Regions from separate parts of the Bombyx mori genome. Here region 2 is linked to region 1. A link is a contact called in public Hi-C data. All regions are on one chromosome and are shown on one strand. Each heading gives the region's core, a stretch centred on a gene start, on an enhancer-like site or on the middle of the called end of the contact. The rest is flanking DNA. Distances are from core to core; before and after follow the strand shown. Region 1 overlaps LOC101736873 (ceramide transfer protein). Region 2 holds the start of LOC101736873 (ceramide transfer protein).

Evidence for each region. A called contact is a pair of places that touch in the nucleus more often than the background predicts.
Region 2: a Hi-C map of middle silk gland shows a contact between it and region 1, with 2.1 times the contacts expected there. The contact joins the promoter of LOC101736873 here to the enhancer-like site in region 1. A contact is called at or near these places in 3 of 7 Hi-C or Micro-C datasets (middle silk gland, posterior silk gland and whole pupa).

Annotation. Positions count from the first base shown.
Region 1 is chr19:10,113,408-10,117,743 of ASM3026992v2, forward strand. It overlaps LOC101736873 (ceramide transfer protein), which reads right to left. Exons shown (of 12, transcript XM_004922353.5): 7 at 1,900-2,079; 8 at 460-566. Among protein-coding and RNA genes, the nearest start is that of LOC101736873, 36 kb to the right of the region's middle. Within about 2 kb of position 1,999, at least 6 of the 8 cell types and tissues checked have open chromatin away from gene starts, as enhancers often do.
Region 2 is chr19:10,149,661-10,153,996 of ASM3026992v2, forward strand. It overlaps LOC101736873 (ceramide transfer protein), which reads right to left and starts at 1,888. Exons shown (of 12, transcript XM_004922353.5): 1 at 1,514-1,888; 2 at 1,217-1,333; 3 at 1-50. The coding sequence starts at 1,732.

The sequences.
Region 1 (4,336 bases), core at 749-3,248:
CTCGCTTCGCTTCGGAAACTGTAATTTATTATTGATTTCTCCACTATTTAATTGATGTTATTATACATATCGACGCTTGAAAGGCAAACGTGACTAAGCGACAATGCGTGAACTTTACAGTAGACTAATTTAAAGTTGAAATACCTGAAAAAATTCTATTTTAACGAATCTAGCTGTAGGATTTAAATGATTTTAATAGACCTAGAAATATTATTTTTTTGCGCAGCGAATATGGTTATTGCCAATCATTTATGTACAAAGCAGTTATTGTCGCTTAGTCACGTTTGCCTTTCAAGCGTCGATATAAACCTTCCTCTTCAATCACCCTATCTCTTAAAAAAACCGCATCAAAATCCGTTGCGTAGTTTTAAAGATTTAAGCATAGATAGGGACCGATATAGGGACAGAGAAAGCGACTTTGTTTTATATACTATGTAGTGATATATTATTTCTATGTACCTTCTGTACATCCTCATGTCCCCCTCTTCAGCAAACAACTGCCACCCGATTTCACCGCCGACACCTTCGAACGCGGCCTGTATTTGTTCTGTCGATATCCTGTCAATCTGAAACAATATTATACAATTGCGTCACAAAAAACCTTTTTGCCGTGGTTGGTAAGCAGACGAGCATACGACCCAGCTAATGGTGAGTGGTTACCGTCGCTCATGGACGACGTCAGCAATGTCAAGGACACAGCCATGTCGCTGACTACCGTTTAGTACTGTCCACAAGCCTCGTTTGAACAAGGACATGTCACAATTGTCACAGCGCTGTCCAAAGCCGGATTGTACGTGTCAGAAAAGATCTATAATCTATAATTCTAAGTAGTATAGATAACCTCTACTCCGGTGGCGGGCGGTGCGATGATAATAACGTATTAAAAAGTACCAGAAAAAATCTCATAATTAGCTTTTATTTACATGATTTGGGTTAAAACAGAAAATTTAAATGCGTCGGTACATCATGTACCTATACTGCTGACCGCTTGTCTGACGAGGGAATTAGTGAGATAAGTTTTGAAAATAAATAGGTGGCTGAAATATGAAGAGCACTACATCACATCGTATCGCCCGTATCATCATCATTATCCTGCCCTTCTCCCAGTCACCTGGGGTCGACGCAACATGTTTTCTCCTTTCATACTCTTCTATCATATACAATTTCTTCGCTCACTCCTCTCTTACCCATATCGTCTTTCACACAATCCATCCATTTCTTCTTAGGTCTACCTCTTCCTCTATATCCTTCCACATTCATAGTTTACACTCTCTTACCAACCTCATTTTCATTTCGTCTCATCACATGTCCATACCATCCCAAACGCGCACTTCTCAGCTTCTCTGTCACAGGTGCCACTTTCAGACTTCCTCTAACATATTAATTTCGTATTCTATCCATTCTCGTTACTCCACACATCCATCGCAACATTCGCATCTCTGCTGCATGCAATCGCCTTTCATCCGCCACTTTTGTTTTCGCATCGTATCGCACGTATCATCAGCTATTAATCCGGTCATCGTTGTCGTCGAACTCGTCGCTTGCGACGAAGGGCTCGACGAGTAAACTAAACCCACAGACACAGCCCACTGAGTTTCTCGCCGGATCTTCTCAGTGAGTCGCGTTTCCGATCCGGTGGTAGATTCTGCGAAGCACTGCTCTTTCTAGGGTTAGTGTTAGCAACTTCGCCAGGTTTGAGTCACATGAGCTCACCTACTCGTCCGATAATGCTGATATAACCTCTCAAGACTATCATCATAGTAAGTAATAAAAAAAGCTCATTAATAACCCATCTAAAATTAAAAGTGAAGTCTAAAATTCAATAATCCACTAATATTCCATCTAAAATTAATAGTAATCTAAAATTAAATAGTGCCAAGAATGAGTACGTAGACATACCTCCGGCCACAGGGGATGTACGGTGAGACGGTTATCGATGGCCGGCGGTGGCAATTCAATCTGGTCGCGGGTGTGTACGGTCGGCACCACCCTTGTGCACCGCTCCTCCTCCATTTTGTCGAAGCCTGTCTCGATCGCATCGTGGAACTCGTCGTCGGGGAGGGTGGAGTGTGGACCCTCCTGTAACCAAAAGAATTTTTTTTTTCATCAGACTAAACAATATAGTTTTAAAACGAAAATTGAGGCGGAAAACAAAATTGCATTAGGTATTTTATTAACACGTATAAAAAGACATTTTAATTATTCAATTTTGTCACTCAAATGCTATAATGGGTCACGACCCAAATTTATAGTTTCAAGAAAACATTATTTTACATTACATAAATACAGACTTTTGTTCAATTTAACTACATATTTTGTTCTTTTCTTTTTCAAGCCAAACTAATTTGGCTTTTCTTTCGTTCTTGATCTCCGAGTTCAACAGGCTTATATCATATTTTATGTTTTTTCATTACTTCGTTATTAGATGTAAGTTTTGTGTGTTAATTTCACATATTTCGCAAGCTTATGCTATCAAACACGGTCTAATATAGTCATGCCACGCAAAGACCATCGCGGAACAATATAGAACCCAGCTGCCAACTACCGTGCTTTGATTGGTGAATTCAAAAAAACATCTTAAAATTCCTACAATGTATACCTATAAGGACTTTTAATTCAATCGGGATAACCAGGCGCGAACACGAATGAACAAACCAAGCCGTACTATTATATATGCCCCTCCTGGCTGAGCCCTTGCTCGCCCACCTGTCCTTGTGATACTGAAAAGGCCTCTTTAGGCCACCAGTAATCACTTATTCATAAAAAAAAGAGTAAAATTATATATGTTTTTAAATGTGAATTACAGCTATGTGATGTTTAACCTTGCTTTACGTACAGAAAACAATCATCTGATTGAGTTAATTCTTAGATAATTGCCGCTGGTTGCTTTCGAGGAAGTTTCTGGCATTGTGACAAATAAAGTTTGTATCGCATATACCTAGTAATTATAGAATAGTAGTACCATTAACGTATGACAAGATTGCAGAGCTTTTTAACAAAAAAAATTTCATACATTAAAAGATGCGTCGCAAAACCATTGTTGAGGTTAACCAAGTTTTATTTACTCATTTACCAAGATATTTATTTATGTTAATCAAATCAATCAAACATGTTTTTTGTTAGAACATTCTCTTGTGTGTCAATTTCATTTATCAATGTCAGTGTCAAATGTAATCCGTAGTACATTAAAGTTTTCTTTCCTTTAGTCCCGGCTACGAGGTACTGCTACCGCTTAATATTTCTTATTTTGGTTCTTACGACTAACCAAAGCAGTTACTAAATGCCTAACATCTGAAGACTCAGCCCATCAAGAAAAAGTATCCAACGAAACGAATAACTTTCAAATTTGGTATAACCAAATTAGAACGTCACAATAAAAACGTATGAAGAATTTTCACAATACGGAACCTAATATGTATGCGTTCAGCGACAATGCACGACAAAGAAAAACGCAATCGACTTAATTTATTACTCAACGACCTTAAGGCTGCGTATGTAGGTCGACTTTACATCAAAACAATTGTCAGCGGTTGTTATTCAAACAGTTGTAATGGGTAAACGATGCGCTGAGCACAAGAGCCTTTCTGTTTAATTTGTAACTACATAATAATATATAGTCGACGAAACTAAAACCTACTGTATACGTTCTTGTTAATGTGGGGAGGTTCTTTTACAAATCAAAGAAAAGATTTGGTTTTTAAATGATTTAGAATAATAATAAAAATTAAACTAATGATATATAGATTAACTTCAATTAATAACTACTTCAAAGCTATACATTAACTGTACTTTTTTTTAATTGTTTAAATGGTTGGACGTGCTCACAGCCCACCTGGTATTAAGCGGTTACTGGAGCCCAAAGACATCTACAACGTAAATGGGCCACCCAGTTCTAAGATCTCAGTATAGTTACAACGGCTGCCCCACCCTTCAAATCGAAACGCATTACTGCTTCACGGCAGAAACAGGCAGGGCGATGGTACCCACTCGTGCGGACTCACACTCAGGTCCTACACTGTTCTTAAAAGTATCAATTACATTTATAGCCTTGCGACATGTAATAGGTTACATTTAATTTTGATCACGTTTCGCTTTGATTTTATTCCAAACTGGGTTAACCTGTGATTGCCACCAGTAACCTATATCCACGACACAATGGATTGCTTCGTTTACCTTTTAGCGGCCCCTTTTGTTTCAGAGACCTTATTGACTGGGGATCTGTGACGTATTGTTTGAACAAATTCAATATCTCGCTAATGTCTATTAACTATCGTAAAAACATTTAAGGTCATTATTTCAGATACTCTGATAAATGTTTTAATTATCTTTCTTGTCT
Region 2 (4,336 bases), core at 638-3,137, 36 kb after region 1:
CCTCCTCCATTTGAGCTACTATCTGAACTTGTACCGTACCCTGATTCAACCTGTAAATTAATTACTATTTTTATAAGGTTAAATAAGTAATGTGTCAAATCGGTGCATATTTGCAGTACCTCTGGCGTTGGAGATGTCCACGGGCGACGGTGACAGTTCACTGTCAATTGAACAGCCCGCTCATCTGCCTTCAGTGGCTAGTGAAAAATACAAATTCCAGTTTACCACTAATTTCACTTGAATATCTAATTTCATTTCCATTACTCATTATTCATTGTTAAATTATAAAATTATCATCAGATTGTTTGCCTTAAAACTTTTCTTTCTATTAATAATTTATTAGTTGCTGTAGACGGACTATGTTGGTAATTCCTGGCATTTTTAAAACTCAAAATGATGAAAATAATATCTGCTTAATCTAAATGCGGATTAAATAAATTGTAAATTATGAATTTTGTTATCAGATGATATAAATGTTGATAAAAATAATGTGCCAGGCTTGTATGGATAATAGTTTGCCAAAAGATTATTTGGAATATGAATCATTTTGTTACAAATTCACTTGTATTGAATATGTCACACTCACTTCTATACATTGACCTGATTTTTATTAAATAGACTGAAGTTCAAAATACTTTATAACTTGACTGCAGATAAATTCACAGCCCATTGAAATGGGCAGCTCGCAATTAATAGTAATTCTATGTCCCAATTTAAAAGCTAATAAATGCATAAAATGAATGATGAATGATAATTAATGATTTAATACATGCACATTACCTAATATATTTTTATCTATCATACAATTAAAATTCATATTTATTTATAATTTTCTCAATATGGATAATAAAAGACAATTGTTTTTCTTTCTTGATTAACAGCATTACGTTGGTTAGTAAATGTGATTATTTAAAAATTGTAAATATCTAGTCATAGACATCAGCAACTTCACTATGACCCTAGCACTACTGAAGTCCAGATGAGCAGCAGTAACTACTTACCATCAAGCGGGATGCATGCCTACAATGGCAATACAAAAAGTATGAATTTTACTTTATTTTAGTACCTATTTTAATGAACGACATTAACTTCATTCATCGTTATTAAAAATGTACCTATGAATTGATATATTTTCGTGTTTTTTAAATATTTAATAGACTTAAATGAACATTATAAACTAGTATCAACTGGTAAACTATAAACTAGGAAGACTTACTTTGAAAGACTCTAGAATATCAATCCATTGCTGTTTCTCCTCTGGATTAGACGCTCTTAAGTACCAAACGCAGTCGCTAACAGAAACATCGAATCTACAGTCATCAAACTCGTGAGGCTGGAAATAATAAACATAAAAGCAATCAAGGCTATCCGTAATACTTGATATTCGCACGGTTCATGCATCGACAACCGAAACTTGTTAAACATTAAATAAATCTTATAAAAAACTGGGCGCCGCAAGGACAAATTAATTTCGTTATCTGTCTAGCTTTGTTCAAACGCAATGAATACTCACCTTGACTTTAGCTTTTTTCAGACATAAGGCACCGCGGCATCCTAAATTGCTTTCGAGTTCATTCTTGTAATAAGATAAAGTAGAATCCTTAAGGACAATAAATCTATCCTGCCAGCCGTGTATATAGTTTGTCCATTTGCTTAGGTATCCGCGAAGTTCAGGAGTTCCGCCCTCTTCTAAATCAGAACTATCGCTGACTGTGATGTTTTCGTCAATCATATTGTGTTACGTGTATGGAAGTGTTAACATTAAATCAACTTTAAACAAAATGACACCAAACAATGAAAAACCAAACTTTTATCTGATATAATTCCGTTTTTACAACGATTTGTTGCTTGTTGCCGTTTTTTTTGACATTAGCTGAGGAACTGCCATAGAGTAAAATAATAAATTCTTCTCCATTTTTTATTTTTTAAATAATTCTGAATTTAAGATCTCTCATAGCACCTACATAATATTTCTTAGAATTGATAAAAATACCTTGTAATCATCAGACATTTAGGTATAAATAATAATTTGGAAATTACAAACACCTGCATTTTTTTACCTATTAAGCGTTAGATACGATTATTTATTTATTAAGTTATGAATTTAAGGATGGTAAATGTTTTCTTTCCATTCACACTCAATTAAGTACACTTTTTAGATTAGTTGTATTAAGATGTTAACCTATCACATAATATAATTCGACACGACGTCTAAGGTACCACCCCTTTCGCAGAATAAGTCTTTTTTATTTTGAACTACACTCGCGAGCAAAAGTTTGGAATCACTTATTTGAAATTGGTTCCGCGCGATCTTGTGTACTGAATATTTTTTTGATAATCATAAAAATGAGATCATTTTAAAGGTTCAACTCTTAACTTTAAACTTATAACAAATTCATTAAAATCAAGCCAGTATTTATGAAGCTATCCCGTATTAAGTGAAGGAATAACGAAAAAGAGGTGTTTCAATTGTTTGATACGTCACGAGTTGCGACCTATTGACCCCTATAAAAGCACTTGTTATCGGATTTTCTTTATCAATCGACTTTCCCACGTTGACTGGTACACATCTCCGCTACTTTTGACCCTTTACCTTGTACGACAATGGAGACAACACCTACAGAAGCAGCACAAATCGTAGCCCTATTGCAAGAAGGGCTCAGCCAGCGAGTTGTCGCTCGTCGGCTCCACATAAGCCAGTCCTGAGTTTCAAAAGTTTGCAAGCGCTTTCGGAAGACTGGTAGCTTTATCCCGAGACCAAGATCTGGACGGCGCCGGTGCACATCGGAGAGGGATGACCGTTTTATCGTGTCGACTTCTCTCCGAAATCGGCATTTACCTGGTGTTGACGTCCAATAGGAGCTCCGAGATATTTGTGGGGTAGCAGCCAGCGAGTGGACAGTTTGTCGACGACTAAAGCAAATGAATCTGACCCCAAAAAGGCCTGTCACAGGCCCGAAACTCACGACAGCTCAGCGACAAACACGCCTTCAATTTGCTCGCACTCATCTTAATTGAGAAGTTGAGCAATGGAGGCAAGTCCTGTTCTCCGACGAGAGCAGGATGTGTTTGCACGGTAGCGACCGAAGAGGTCGGGTCTACAGGCAGCCTGGGGAGTGATTTGCGCAGTGCTCTTTCACTGAAACAGTGGCTTATGGGGGCGGCTCTTGTATGATGTGGGCCGGCATTTCCTTCGACGGTAAAACCGAGCTTGTTTTCGTGCCTGGCGGGGGACGAGGAGGCGGTCTAACTTCGAACCGATACATTTCCGATATTCTGCTGGAACTTGTCGTTCCCTATGCGGGATATACCGGTGATGACTTCCTCCTTATGGACGATAACGCTCGTTGTTACACTGCCCGTGTAACAACTAAATACCTCGAAGAAGTCGGTATCGCCACATTGGACTGGCCTGCGCTCAGTCCTGACTTCAACCCTATTGAGCACGTGTGGGATGAACTGAAGAGAAAAGTTCGTTCCAGAACTCGTGCTCCTTCATGTCTAAATGAGCTGAAATCGGCGTTGATTGCGGAGTGGGAAGGTATCCCACAAGAATCAATTCAAAAGCTGACCAGGTCTATGAAGAATCGATTTCAAGAGGTTATTAGGGCGAGGGGAGGGAACACAAAGTACTGACACTTAATTTTAAGACTAAATAAAAAATTTTTTTATTAATTTTTGTTGTTCTACTCATTCATTATTTTTTCATATTTCCTTGTTTTCCTACCTCCTTCACTTAATCCGAGATAGCTCCTTAACTACTGACTCGATTTGAATGAATTTGGTATCAATTTAAAGTTTACAGTTGAACCTTTAAAATGATGTCATTTTTATAAAAATTAAAAATTTATTTAGTAAGCAAGATCGCGCGGAACCTATTTCAAGTAAGTGATTCCAAACTTTTGCTCGCGTGTATACATCAAATCCCGCGCTAATTTGTTTTAGCTCAATAATACATTTCGTGTAAAATGTATTTGCATGAAACATCATATTATTACGTGCTCGAAATTAACCATATTTCTGCAGTTGCTGCGTGGTAACACGTCGTATTGAGAAATCTCTATTAAAATATTTTGACAGCTTGTCGTAGACTCTTCCCATCGATCACGTATAATCAAACTATTTGAACTAGTTGAAAATTTCAGTAACACTCTAATTTTATTGTTTATTCCACAATCTATACTATGTTATCTCTCGAACCAAGACACCGGTATGGTGATAAGCCCGATCTGTAATCGACATCAACCCCACGAAAAGCACAGAGGTGCTCTTCAAAAGGGGTCGCCCTCCGAACACCACGCTGAGCATCCGTCCATTCGCCCAATCACGATGTTCG